Regions from separate parts of the Mus musculus genome. Here region 1 is linked to region 2. A link is a contact called in public Hi-C data. All regions are on one chromosome and are shown on one strand. The core of a region is the stretch at or near the end of the contact, and the rest is flanking DNA. Distances in the headings are between cores, read along the strand shown. Region 1 overlaps Ergic1 (endoplasmic reticulum-golgi intermediate compartment (ERGIC) 1). Region 2 overlaps Gm34455 (a long non-coding RNA gene).

Region 1 (6,873 bases), core at 351-2,850, 170 kb after region 2:
TACTGAGTTCCAGGTACACTGGAGGTCTGCTCTGCAGAATGACTGTCAGTGAAGTCAGGGTGCTTTTCCTGTTTATAGATGGGACAGCTGAGGCCCTGAGAGACGTGTGCATGGCAGCCACGGCTCAAGCCCCAGGGGATGATTTCTGTCTCCTGTGCCAGCCAGGAAGGCCCAGACTCCCCAGCCCTCACCTCCGGCCTGCCCTGGTTAGTTGTATTGAGGAACTTCCACTCCATCTCTATAGTTATTCGTTTATTCATGTGGACCTTGGGCCCTCCCTGCAGGTCAGGGCGATGCTGAGTGTCCAGTGGCCTGTCCCCTCTCCTGGCCATTCTTAGCATCCCTCCTGCACCATCTCTAGCTTTATCTCACAACTGCTGTATTCATTTTTTCCCATGTTGCCCAAGACATCATCAGTGGTGAAGGAGGACCATGACGCCCTCGTGTGGCCCACAGCTTCATTTCCCATGTAGGAGCCCTGACCTTCTCAGAATAAAAGATGACCAAGAGTGGCAGTTTCCCCAGTGAGTCCCAGTGTGGTATCTCCTGGTGCTGGTAGCTGCCATGTCCCTTTGTGTGTCAATTCCAGGATACTCCATGCTTCAAGCCCCTTGCTTGTGCCTGTGACTGTCACCCACCTCACTCTAGTTAGGATTAAGGATGGGGATGAGATCAACAATGTCCTTAGGGCTTGTTTCCATAGCTACAGTGTGAACATACTGAAAGGGAATTGTCTGACATAAATGGTTCGTAGATCTTAAATAATATTACTATAATCATACTATTTCTATTTTATTATCCTTTGTCTTTTATTGTGCCTAGTTTGAAAACTAAGGAATTAGTACTACTATTTTAAAAGTGTACATTTAAATATTAAGTTTGAAGCTAACTAGTTCTGTACACCAGGCTGAGGGAGCACTGTAGTGAAAGCAAGGGTGGGCCCCTAGAATCTCCTCAGCACTTCAGATGCCCCCGAGCTCTATCAAGATTCCTGTCTTCCTTGCAGCCCACAGAATCTAGTCCTTCAGACACGCCACAGGAGTGGGTTAGCTGACATCAGGAGGTAAACCTGGAGGGTTACTGCAGCATCCCTGGAGCCTCCAGGCTGACAGTGACTTACACTGGGATGGGGCTCTGGCATAGCTTACATGCTCCCTCAGTTTCCCCAAAGGCCGCATCTTCTTGTGGGCCTCAGTCATGGGTCATCTCCCTCTAACCTGGGCCAGCCCAGTGAAAGCAGACCTTAAGACGGTGCCAGGCTTGTGTGAGTCATAGGAACCCAGGCTCCGAGTTGTGTGTGGATGAAGGCAGATGGCAGGGTTATTTTTTATTTTTTGCTCCATTGCACTGAAGTCACATTTTCCTACCCAAGCTCTAAAAGCATTCTGTGGTATAAAATCTGCCATCATCTGACCCACGCTACCGAAATAAAGCAGCTCACTGCCGTCATTCTCCCTGAAAAGTGCCTCTGTGTCATGCGCCAGGACTGGTGGGGAGAGGCCTGGCCTGTTTAAAAACACTTCATCATAATCCCCACAGCGTCCCCCATCCTCTTAGCTCCCTGGGGGGCTGCTCGGGTTTCTCAGGCTGTTATTACTGGAATGTCAGCTGCTCTGCTTCCAGGCCATCCACACAGACCTGCTCTGTCTTAGGCCTTCGCCGCCTCCGCTTAGCTCATTTTACGAAAACACCATTTCAAAGATAAATGCCAATGTGGCCTGCTTTCCTGTCACTGTCTCTGTGTCCTCTGGCTTCCCACCCCTTGGCATCAATTGATCCATTAGGGCACCACTGCCACCCAGAGTCCTGTGGTGGTTATGTGTCATTGATATCTGTCTACAGATGCATACCCAGAAAGTGTGTGTGTCTTTAATCCCTGCATATGAGAGGCAGAGACAGGTGGATCTCTGAGTCTGAAGCCGGCTTGAGCTACATACTAGATAATCTGGGCTACCCAGAGAAACCATGTCTTAAAAACAAAAAATAAAATAAATATAATATATATGAATGTGTATGTAAGGCATACATAAGTTAAGTTGCAAATGGACTTTCACAATTTAGCTAGTACAGCTGCTCCTCCATGTGTGTCGGAGTTACATTCCATGTTCTCATCTTAAATTGAAAATAGCAAAATAAAAAGTATACTTAGGGCGCTGGGCATGTAACACATGCCTTTCATCCCAACACTTTGAAAGCAGAGGCAGGGGATCTCTGAGTTCAAGGCCAGCCTGGTTCACGTAGTGAGTTCCAGGACAGCCAGAGCTATGCAGAGGATACCCCATTTAAATGTGTGTGCGTATGTGTGTGTGTGTATATATACAAACAATATATAATTTATATATTATTTTATACATTAATACATTGCAAATTAGGTATAAGCATTTATATAATATTTTAATGTTATATGTAAATAAATACATAGCAATATAATATTATGTATTTAGTAATATAATATTGTTAGTATAATATTTTATATAATTATATGGTATAAATATTTAATATACATAAATTATAATTTTTAGAACATATGATATATTTATATGGGCTGCAGAGATATCTGGGTAGGTAAAGTAATTGCCCTGTAAATGAGGGATCCAGAGTTCAAATCCCTAGAGCCCATGTAAAGCTAGGCTCAGTAACACACGCATCTGTAATCAGTGGTAGAATGGGAAGCAGAGACAGGAGAACCCCTGGAAGCTCTGTCTCAGACAAGAGGACTAACATCCAAGGTTGTCCTCTGGCCTCCAGATGAGCTGGGTGGCATACGTGCATCCACAATCTTATACACGATGTACACATACACATTATACAGACACAAAAATGTCTTGTAAAAGTATAGATTTAATACAGGTGGCCTACCCAACACTGTGGCTTTGCCCACTTACATACATTAGCCTAATCATTCATGTATTTATATATATATATATATGTGTGTGTGTGTGTGTGTGAATACGTGTGTACACGCGCACACACACATACGAATGAATGAATATCCTACAGGCTGTGCTGTGGTCCAGCTAGGCCAACAATGGCTGTCTACCTTCAGAAAATCCAAGAATCCAGTAGTTATTCAATCCACAAGACTGGATGTCCCAGCTGGTCTTCACTATATGCTGGAATTCTAAAGAATGTGTTAATGCCCATGAAGGAATGGACTTCCCAGCAAGAACAAGAACAAGCAGGCAAAAAGAGGGCTTCCTTCTTCCATGTTCTGTATATAGGCTACCAGCGGAAGGTGTGGCCCAGATTAAAGGTGGGTCTTCCCACTTCAAATGATTTAATTAAGAAAAAAAATCCCTCACAGATGTAGTCAAGTTGACAACCAACAATAGCCATCACACCTGTAGTTGGTCAGAGGCACTGAATAGGAGGTCTGTTTTGCAGTGAAATGTAAGAACGTGGCCTTCAGTTTACTGAACATTGTCCTGCAGTGGAGAAATGGTGGTTACAGACATGCCTTTGCACCACCGTAAAGCTGGACAATAGTAAGTCAAATCTGAGGGGGCCCAGGCAGGGAAGCAAACCCTTGAAGAATAAGAATGAAAACTCTTATTGGTTTGGTTTGGTTTGGCTTCATCCACCTGCATCAGACTCCAAGGAGTCTAATGGCAGTGCTTTGTTGCTGGCATGTTTAAAACACAGTACAGTTTGGGAAAAGGTTTCAGGCAACAACCAGTCCAATTCCAGGGGCCCATAAAGCTTTAGGTGTGGCTGCATAGAAGCTCCTTTGTGAAGTACATGTGACCACGAGGGTGGCTTCTATAGCTAAAAAGGCCTAGAATCTAGTGTGGTCTCTGATAGATTGCATAGAGGTAAGCAGGCTATTAGGCACATGTGGCATCTCCCCTAAGGTTAGGTTTAACTGGGAGCTAGGGATAAAGGGCTAGGGAGGGAAAGTCTGGGATAATCGTTCTGGGAGATTTGGATGAGGCTGCTGCCACAGATAGCACAAAGGTCATTAATGATACCTGTGCCCATCCCTCTGGGCAGGAAAACAGGTATTTTATTGGAGAGAGGCCCCTGTGTGTTTAACATTCCCGGTTCTCTAGTGCTCTGTGGGCACAAGGACCTCCATGATCCCAACACAAATCAAAGGCTTTATGCTATTCATTTAGATGGGGCATTTCTTACGGAAGAGGCAGTCAAGTTAAGAGCAAAGACTCAGCTGGGTATAGTAGTGCATGCCTGTGATCCGGGAACTTGGGAGATAGAGATGAGAGACTCAGAAGTTTGTGGTCATCCTGGTCTATATGAGTTTGAAATTAGCCTGTCTCAGGGAATTAAGTCGCAAATTTACAAAATGAGTAAGTAAAAAACACGGGCTCTACTATTTTGAGTCCCAGTTCAGCCATTTGTTGAACATGATTTCAGCCCTCTAAACTACTACTGTTCCTTAGCCTCGTGATAGACATTTAAGGGGGTTTGGGGGTCACTAGCCTGGAGAGATGGCACAGTGGTTAAGAGCCACTGGCTGCTCTTCCAGAGGTCCTGAGTTCAATTCCCAGCACCCACATTGGTAGCTCACAACCATCTGTAATGGGATCTGATGCCCTCTCCTGGTGTGCATGAAAACAGAGCACTCATATCCATGAAATAAATAAAGGAAAAGGACTGGAGAGATGGTTCAGCAGTTAATAGCACTATTCTTCCAGAGGTCCTAAGTTCAATTCCCCGCATGGTGATTCACGACCATCTGTAATGGGATCTAATGCCCTCCTCTGGAGTGTCTGAAGACAGTTACAGTGTACATAATTTATACTTAAATAATTCTTTTTTTAAAATAAACCTTTAAAAACACACACATACACCAACATCCTATGGCTCACCTGGAGATTCTTTGAGGTCATAGGTCCATGCTGTGGCTGTGGAGTTGGGCAGCTGCTGTTGCCGCCACCACCTCTTCCCCCCTCTTTCCCCTCCTCCAGCCATCCCTAGCAATGGTAATATTCACTTCCAGGCTACATTGAACAATATTTGGTGTCAACAAGAGGGCAAATCTGTACAATTCTGGCATCTGCCAATGCATGGGGTAACTTGCTATGATGAAGAACTGGCTGGATCCTAATGTCAGGAACACCACTGGAAGCCGCCTTGGTACCCTCCGAGGCAATGACCTTGCTGTTTGGAGTTTGCTTGCTTACTACCTATCAGCAGAGGAAATGCCAGCTCCAAAGGCTGAGTGTTTCCAGTCCTACCCACCCAGGCCATTTGCCTATTCAGTCACAGCAGACGCTGGAGCTGTCAGATCCAGGCTCCAGTCCCAGATGACCTGTGTACATATGACCTTGGGGGCCAGAGGCACCACATTTCAGATTCCCCATCATTTATCTGAAAATAGGATCATAAGTAGCTGGGAAACATGTAGTAGAAGTTAATACTATAGGCACCAAGGTCAACACAGACGTGAGTTCAAATCTCAGCTACTTACTTAGTGAGCTTTGGGAAGTGACCTCACTTCCCTCACCTGTGAAATGGGTCTGATAATCCCCTTCCTCCTGCAGAAAGTTCATCTGGGAACTAAAGGAGCTGACACAGGTGATAATCGCTTTTATTGTTATCCAGTTCATCCAACAAGTGGTTCGCTTTGATTCCCTGAGTACCATCAGCGACAAGGTGGCAAACAAAATGGTATCGTGGGCAGCGTGTCTGCATGAGTGCGCTTCTTGTAATGCAGGAGGGTGCCCGCCTGATGCCCCTCAGCACTGATGTCTGACACACTCTGTTCTCTCACCCTCTTGCAGATCTGTGCCATCATCGGCGGAACCTTCACTGTCGCCGGCATTCTGGACTCCTGTATCTTCACAGCCTCAGAAGCGTGGAAGAAGATCCAGCTGGGCAAAATTCACTGACGTCCTGTCCAGCCCAGTGACTGAGGACCAGGAACCCTGCTAGCCCTGCCTCTGGCGTCCTATCTCCTTCTGCCTTCTCTGGCCCAGTGTGTGTGGGAGGAGGGTGATGGTTATGGGTGGCACCAGGTTCCCCAGCTACCTCTCTCCCCATGTTTTAGATAAATTAACACTGCCTGGAGTCACGTGTCTCTTTCCCTGCAGAGCCCCAAGACCAGGGTCAGGCATGGGGAGGTACTCCAGGGATGCCGGTGACCTCTCTGGGAAGGCTGTAGTCTATTCTCTGTTAGGGAATAACTTAGAGTACAAACAGATAAGCTTTCAGACAGGCTTTGACAATCTTTAAGCCCCCATCATTTGGACATGCTAATAGCTTGATTTGTCCCCCGGGCAGCCAACCTGTGCTCTCAGCCTCGGGACCAGACTGCCCAAAGGTACTGCTGCTTGGCGCTCTCAGTATGGAATGGTACTTGGCAGGGACACCCATAGGCCCGGCACTGCAGCTGGAACTTGCTTCTGCCTCATTGCTTCATGCCCGACCTAGAGCCCGGGGCTTGTCTCCTACCCCAGCCCTGCCTCCTCCTCCGGGCAGATGCCAGATTGCTTGACAGAACGGTGGAGACTCGGATTTGCCCACCAGTCCTGAGGCAGCTCACGGGTGCCCCTTCCTCTCTTGTCTTTGCTTTTCTGAATCCCCCACCAATGTGCCTCAGCTGCTGTGCTATGCGGCAATAGCATTTCTTGGTGAAGGGGCTGGTTCCCATTGCAAAGCCCCCCTCCCCCCAACAGTTACATTCTGCAGTGCCAAGGGATAGGGCCATGTGACTGGAAGGTCATCCTTGGAAGACCATATAAGGCACAGTTTGTACACTTCTGTCCAAACCAGAAGCATCCTTCCCAATGAACCACAAATGATCATGTCTGACATCCACCTTTGGTCCCAAGGCCTTAGCTGGGGAAATGAAGCAGGCTTCTCTTTCCATCCCTACCTTGCAGGGTCCCAAAAGATGCCCAGCATCTGGAACCC
Region 2 (7,009 bases), core at 1,092-3,591:
AGTCCTGCCTGCCTCGGCTTCCTTCGTGCTAGAACTAAAGGTATGTGTCCCAACACCTGATCTTAAAATACCTTAGTTTTAATATTGAAAAGCAAAAGTATTTATATAAATTTGCACACGTAATCTAGGTGGAACAGAACATGACTTGTGACTAAGAATCACCCACGTGTGTGAAGCACCTGTATTCAAATAAGAAATCATGAGTAAGCCGGAATGACAGAAAAGGCTCCCAGTTGTCCCTATTCATCCAAAGATACGGTACCTCAGATTCTCTCAGTGGACTGTCCTGAGAGACCAGGAAGCTCTGTGTGTCCTTGTGTAAAGAGTTGGAATTTGCCGGGTGTGGTGGCACACGCCTTTAATCCCAGCACTCGGGAGGCAGAGGCAGGTGAATTTCTGAGTTCGAGGCCAGCCTGGTCTACAAAGTGAGTTCCAGGACAGCCAGAGCTACACAGAGAAACCCTGTTTCGAAAAAACAAAAACAAACAAACAAACAAACAAAGAGTTGCAATTTGAGAAAGAACACATATTTCAGGACGAGTATATAAACACTCCCTTTAAAGATAAAGATGCCTCTGCAACTGTGAGCAGAGAGCATGCTGGGAGTAAATGAGCAGTGTGCCCCATGTGTGTGTTAACACAGAGCTGCATTCCCATACAGGACCCTTAGGGTGTCTCTGGTGCCCATGATACCTGCCCTGAGTTGCCAACAGCACTGTGGTCTGCCTGCCAGGTCAAGGTTGATAGAACAACTTTGTTCATGTCTGCAATCTAGGCTCCAAGCTCTACTTGGACAGAACTCAGGACCACCATGGGACTATGGGAAATAGATCAATGAGAAAGGACAGTGGGCACAGGGCTTTTTATTCCTGAAATGAGTGAAGTCCTCAATATATAAAAGAGAGGAGGAGGAAACTCCAAGAATGGGCTTTGAAGGTTCAAGGTCCCCCTGAAGAGACAGTATTTTCCCTACTGTCACCCTTGTCCTGGGAATGAGAGACATCACATATGAGGAATCTCAAGAAGGAAATGCCCAGAGTAAGGGGAAAGGATGTCATTGCTTCCTTCAGGATTATAACAAGGGTCTCATGTCTGACTTCTCCTCTAAACTGAGCTCCTGATGTGCGGGGTGACTAGGGATTCTCCATCTGTGTCTAGGACACCCAAACAACACCTAAGTACCTGAGGCAGCCTACCGCACCTGTGGGTGAATGAAGGAGTGAAGGAGAGAAATTTGCTGTCAGGACATTTCTACCCTGGACCTTTCACTGAGAACACCAGAATGAACATCTGGACCTCTGTTGACTGAGCTTCTAGCATGTTCCAGGCCCAGCCGTTGCTTTCACCAAAGTCACGTGTTCTAGCATGACCATGCTGGCGTTTCAATCCACTCAGCACGGCACAGATTTTGACTGGGGGAGGGGTTCCTTTTAAAAAGAAACTTAAAAGTTGACTCCTAGGTGTACAGGTGTACAACCAAGGGAAACGAGAACACAAAACTACATGAAGACTTGAACATGAACAGTCATGGCAGAGTGATTCATCAGAGCCCAAGTGGAAAGAGCCCAGGGGTGGCATCAGTCAGAGAGGAACAGTGTGTGCGTAGCCACGTAATAGAGTATTACCATTCTATTACTAATAACAAATAATGATTTATCAAGAAAGTGCTGACGCATACTATACCATGAAGCTTGGACACAAGAGGAAACCCACCCCCAAAGACCACATATTATTAAGTCTATTTCTATGAAAGGTCCAAAATAGGCAAGCCGCAGAGAGGGAGGGTAGATTCCCCTGTCTAAGGCCAGGAGCGTGATGTGGACAGGGTTGGCGTGGGAAAAGCAGAGTAATCACTAACAGGTGGGTAAGTACAGCTGTGAACACATGGAAAGCCACCACATCTTGCATTTTACATGGGCAAATTATGTGGCATGTGACTGTTTCATTGAAGCTGTTATAAAACCCAAAATAAAGAAATTAGAGAATTCCCCCTCTCCGAGGAGGAGCCCGCCGAGAAGCCAGTTTCACAATCCAGTGGTGGCTCTGGCTTGCCAACGGTATTTCTATTTTTCAACAGTCTTGAGCCTATCCTGCAAAGTAGCTTTTCTCAAGACTCACGCTGTACCCCAGAAGCCCCAGGTTGCTGGTTGCTGCCTGTCTCCAGCCTGTCTCTTGTTCTCGCCCCCTTGTCTATGCCCACCACTGCCTCTCCCTCAGTCCCTCTCTGCTCAGGAAAGTTAGCTCCAAATGCCTGGGCTGCCTCAGGAACCTGGTGACATAGGCCTGTTGTGGTGTGTTTGGGCACAGAGGCCTTCGTTGCCAGTGTTGCCAGGCACAGAGGGTGACTAAGCCAGCCAGTTGTGTTCAGGTTTCAGTGCCGATCCAGGAGCAGGGGGAGCCGAGGGCTGTTCAGCTGCTTGGGGGAACGGGTTTGTTTCTGTTCAGCTATGCATGCTATACTTGGGCTATCCTTACACACACCAGAAAGCCAGACATCCGATGACATAGAAGTGCCCAGAAGAACTCTTGGAAAGGTAGAAAACAAAACAAAACAAAACAAAACAACTCAAAAAGTGTAGAAGCTCCAGAGAAATAAACATCAAAGTGACTGTCACAGCCCACTAGCTGTACCAATGAGTTCTACATGCACAGGCCCAGCCAACTGTAGATCAAAAATAGAAAAATTTTAAATTGTGTCTGAGTCAAGCAGGTAGCACACACCTGCAATACCAGCACTGGGGAGGTATAGTCAGGAAGATGACGTTTGAGGCTAGCCTGGGCTACAAGAGAGAGGCTGCCTCCAAAAATAATTATGTCTATACTGAACACATGTGTTTTTCTTACCATCATTCTATAAACAACACAGTATGGTAGCTGTCATGCCATGTGCAGTTTGTTAGGAGTGGTATGTCTTCCAGAGCTGGTTTAAAGAATATGGGGAGGGGAGTTGCCCAAGCTCTATGCAGACACTGTGTTGTATGGGTGGACTTGATCTCTGTACAGTCCTGGAATGATTCTCCTGTCCCCATCCCCAGGACATCTGAACTCAGAACTCCCAGTTTAGCTAGGGGCTAGTGAGAGGGTAGCCTCTGGGACGGGCTTGGAAAATAACTACCCATGTGTCAGTGAGGGTGACCAGCTAGAGGCAAGGCAGACCACCAGAGCAGAGCAGGCTGGGAGTCAGCCTTGGGAAAGTATCTTTAGGGAAGGCTGGATCTTCACGAACATCTGCATACAGAAGTCTTAGGGAGTCACAAGTGGGCAGCAGGATCCGATCTAGCTTCTCTTTCTCAAAGCCTCTGACTGATGAATGGGGAAGAGACAAGCTGAGGGGATCAGGAGAATCTTCTGTCCTCTGTCTGCGAGAGGCCACTGGTTGGCAAGTCCCTCTTATAGCAAAAGGACATTGAACACTGACCTTTGGTACTTGAAATTTAAATTTAAGCTGGACGGTGGTGGTACACGCATTTAATCCTAGCACTCGGGAGGCAGAGGCAGAGGCAGGTGGATTTTTGAGTTCGAGGCCAGCCTGGTCTACAGAGTGAGTTCCAGGACAGCCAGGGCTACACAGAGAAACCCTGTCTCGAAAAACAAAAACAAAAAACAAAAAAAGAAAGAAAGAAAAAAGGAAAGAAATTTAAATTTACATCAAGCACTAATCATTTCAGTCGATTTTACCATTGTAATTAATTCTAATTCAAAGCTTAAGGAAACAAAGCCAGGGGCTGGAGAGATGGCTCTGCAAGTGACTTGTTGATCTTGCAGAGTACCAGCACCTACATGGCGCCTCACAACCATCTGGGAGACAGGGCACTCTTCTGACTTGTTTTGGCATCAGGCATACATGTGGTACACATACATGATACAGACAAAACACTCAAACACACAAAATCAAATAAGTAGATCTCTCTCTCTCTCTCTAGCCTGCTCTCTCACTTGCTCCTGCTGCTGCTGCTGTTCACATTAGTTTAAAACATAACTAACGTAAAATGTTGGTGGAGCACACCTTTAGTCTGGAGACAGAGGCAGACAGTTCTCTGAGCTTAAGGCCAGCCTGGTCTACATAGTGAGTTCCAGCACAGCCAGGCTTGCATAGTAAGACCTTGTTTCTAAATACCAATAATGACGACAATGATGATGATGAAAGTTTTGAAATGAGTAAATGAATATGGACCTAAGATGACAGAAGAACAGTGAAATATAAATTATTAAAAATTTACCAGGAACACATGGGTTTGTTGTGGTTGGTTGGTTTGTTTGCCTTTTGTTTTTTTAGTAATCACTCAATTTTTGAAATTTAACCCCCAAACCAGTTCAAACCCTGCCATGTGGGTCTGGAAAGCATCTTTCTGGGTCACTGGCCAAGCTGTGAGCTTTCACTTCTTGTCCTAGTTTGGTCTGTGTTGCTATGACAAACTTGATGGCCAATCACAACTTTGAGAGGAACTGGCAGCATGTTGCATCTTACAGCTCACAGGCTATCACAGCAGGGACCTGGAGGCAGGAGCTGAAGCAGGCGCCGCAGAGGGGAGCTGCTTACTGGCTTGCTCCTTGGGCTTGCTCAGCCTGCTTTCTTACACAACCAGGGCCAGGCACCGCCCACAGTGAGTTCACACTGGGTCCTCCCTCACCCATCGTTAATCAAGAAAATGCCTCCACAGACTCGCCTACAAGGCAATCTGACAGAGCCATTTTTTTCTATCATGGTTACTTCTTCCCAGATGATCCTGGCTTGTATCCAGTGCACAGCAAACTAATCTGTATACCTCTGGAAGGTTCTGTTGCCAACACCAATCACAAGGGCTTACTAAAGCAGTTTTTGTGGAAGGTTGACCAGAAGGAGCTCTCTCTAAGCACTGTCTTCCTTTAAGCATAGAAGGTGCAATAGAGGGTCAGTAGGGCAATGAGGCTAGCCCCGGATCTCCTCATTCTCTGGAGCAGGCTATAGAAGCTTAACAGAAAGGAAACCAACTTCTGCAGTTAGTTGAAAGAGTGAGCCTGAAGCTTTCTTACCTGCGAACTGGGCCTATGGTTCTCCTATCTATAACACACACCCGCTCAGAGGTAAAAGGATGAAGGGAAACAATGGCCAGGTATAGGCTAGCAAGAGGGACTGAGCATCCATCTCCATGGCTCTGCCCCATCCAACTAGCCAGTGGAAAGGAGCCACCCAGCTGTCACAGGGGCAAACCAACCAGGCCAGTGTGTTCTCTCCCAACCCCTTCACACGCCACGCACACCCAGGAGCTCTTCCAGGCAGACTGGCTGAGCCTGACTTCTCACAGAGGAGGAGGCAGAGTGCTCAGGGAGCCATAGTCATCCTTGGTAAGAACACTTCTGTCACATCTTATCACAACCCCTCTGTCCCCAAGATCACTTGGCCAGCCAGGATGTCTCCATAGGCAGGTCTGAGTCCCCATCCTCCCTAATGCACACCAGAGTGTGTACTGTGAGTTTAAGAGTCTCCAGTGTCTCCACCTTGGTAGCTGCCAACCAGCCCTCCTACCCCCCCCCCAACCCTTATCTATACCCATCGTTGGGAACCCCTGGTCTCTGGAGACCTTGCCTATGTCATCCCTTTGCCTTTAACAGGCTCCTCTCTCCTCTGGGAAGCCCCTTCCTTAATACTCTTCCTCCCACCAGACCCCTGTCTAGTAGACTCTTACTGAGTCTGTGGAGCCCTGCCCCGCTGCCTCTTCCTCTAAGAAGTCTTCCTTGATTCTCATGTCACAGTAACCTTGCACGCTGCAGTGTGAATGGCTCCCCTTAGAGGAGGGCATAGAACCATCCAGACCGTTGGTGCACCTACTGGGTGGTGGAGCTTAAAGGACACAGGCTTTGTGCTCAGACTCACTCAGCTCGAAGCTTAGTTTTGCAACTGTGAGCTATGCACCCTGAGGGAAGAGGCCTAACCTCTCTGATCCCCTGTACTAAGATGAGAACAAGTCTCCACCCATAACACTGAGGCAATAGGAAATGCCTAGCATAGCACAGGCTTAAATAACTCTTCATTCACTTCCCTGGACATCAGGAACTCTGGATGTTCTCCCCTACCATCCAGTTGTGTTCACATCCGCACTTGTGTGAACAGCCCAGGCCAAGATCTTTCCTGACTGGCTGTGAACCCTGGTTGTCCTTGCTCCCAGAACCAGCTCCAACCAATATACTAGGACCCTGTGCCTGTAGAAACTCCCTCATAGGTGCCCACATACATGTGTGAGAGTCTGCTCTGAAGCGTGGCAGGTGGAGCCAAGTCCATCAGAAACATTAAGGCCATTCTGCAAGGACAGGAGCCAGCCGTCCACAGCTGCCCTGGATCAGGGACACACTCAGTGTCCCAGCAGCAGGTGTGTGTTGTTTATGCTGTATCCCAGGCAGCAGAATCCCGCAGCCCTGGCCAAGAGTTCTAATTTTAAACAGCGGGTTCTGGGCGGGCCGAAATAAAGGTCAGATCCTGAAGGGCTACCCAAAAGATGCACACACTAAAAAAAGATGACCCTCGGTGTAAAAAAAGACACCCTACCTCTGTTCTACCGTCTACACTGCCTGACATGTCAAGGACACACCTGTCAGGATCACTGGGGAGGCAATGGCCACGGCCAGTTCCCACCTACCCTAAGCCAGGGGTCTCCAAACTGCTGGACTCCAAGAATCCCACCTGGAAACCCCATTTCAAAGCAGATGGGCAGCCCCAGACAGAGGATTCTGGGGGCTCTCCTGAAGACTTTCATCTGTTAGGGTCCTTTCTATTGAAGTTGTTCACTGCGTCCCTTGCAGTAATCCTGTGGCCCACATCTGATGCCTGCTGACAGCGGCACATCTTTGTGGTGTCATTTCCTGAGGTCCTTTGTCAGGTGGTGGCTCCTGTCTAGTGTTGGGAAATGGAAGGGGCTGATGGATCCATGTATGACATGGTGAGCTCGCTGAAGGGAAGTATCTTGTTTTCCCAGACAAGGCTCAGGGAACATGCTGCTGTATTTTTCTATTGTGAAAACTGACATGGCTGCCC

What was found. Hi-C and Micro-C count contacts between places; a contact is called where the count stands out from the background.
Region 1: a contact with region 2 is called in a Hi-C map of the C2C12 cell line, with 4 times the contacts expected there. The contact joins two enhancer-like sites. A contact is called at or near these places in 1 of 15 datasets of contacts at CTCF or cohesin (the NIH/3T3 cell line), 22 of 484 Hi-C or Micro-C datasets (the 4T1 cell line, the C2C12 cell line, the C3H10T1/2 cell line and 16 more), 14 of 115 datasets of contacts at active chromatin or transcription factors (CD8 T cells, the HPC-7 cell line, acute myeloid leukemia and 10 more) and 3 of 9 other capture datasets (adipose tissue, embryonic stem cells and liver).

The regions. Positions count from the first base shown.
Region 1 is chr17:26,649,326-26,656,198 of GRCm38.p6, forward strand. Ergic1 (endoplasmic reticulum-golgi intermediate compartment (ERGIC) 1) reads left to right here. Exons shown (of 10, transcript NM_026170.3): 10 at 5,742-6,873. The coding sequence ends at 5,849. Gm41553 (a long non-coding RNA gene) reads left to right here. Exons shown (of 2, transcript XR_876696.2): 2 at 1-3,531. Among named protein-coding and RNA genes, the nearest start is that of Gm41553, 11 kb to the left of the region's middle. Within about 2 kb of position 1,601, at least 66 of the 459 cell types and tissues checked have an H3K27ac peak or open chromatin away from gene starts, as enhancers often do. A contact at or near this core is called in the C2C12 cell line, where this site is marked.
Region 2 is chr17:26,482,905-26,489,913 of GRCm38.p6, forward strand. The region is part of intron 1 of Gm34455 (a long non-coding RNA gene); the gene reads right to left. Among named protein-coding and RNA genes, the nearest start is that of Gm34455, 18 kb to the right of the region's middle. Within about 2 kb of position 2,342, at least 31 of the 459 cell types and tissues checked have an H3K27ac peak or open chromatin away from gene starts, as enhancers often do. A contact at or near this core is called in the C2C12 cell line, where this site is marked.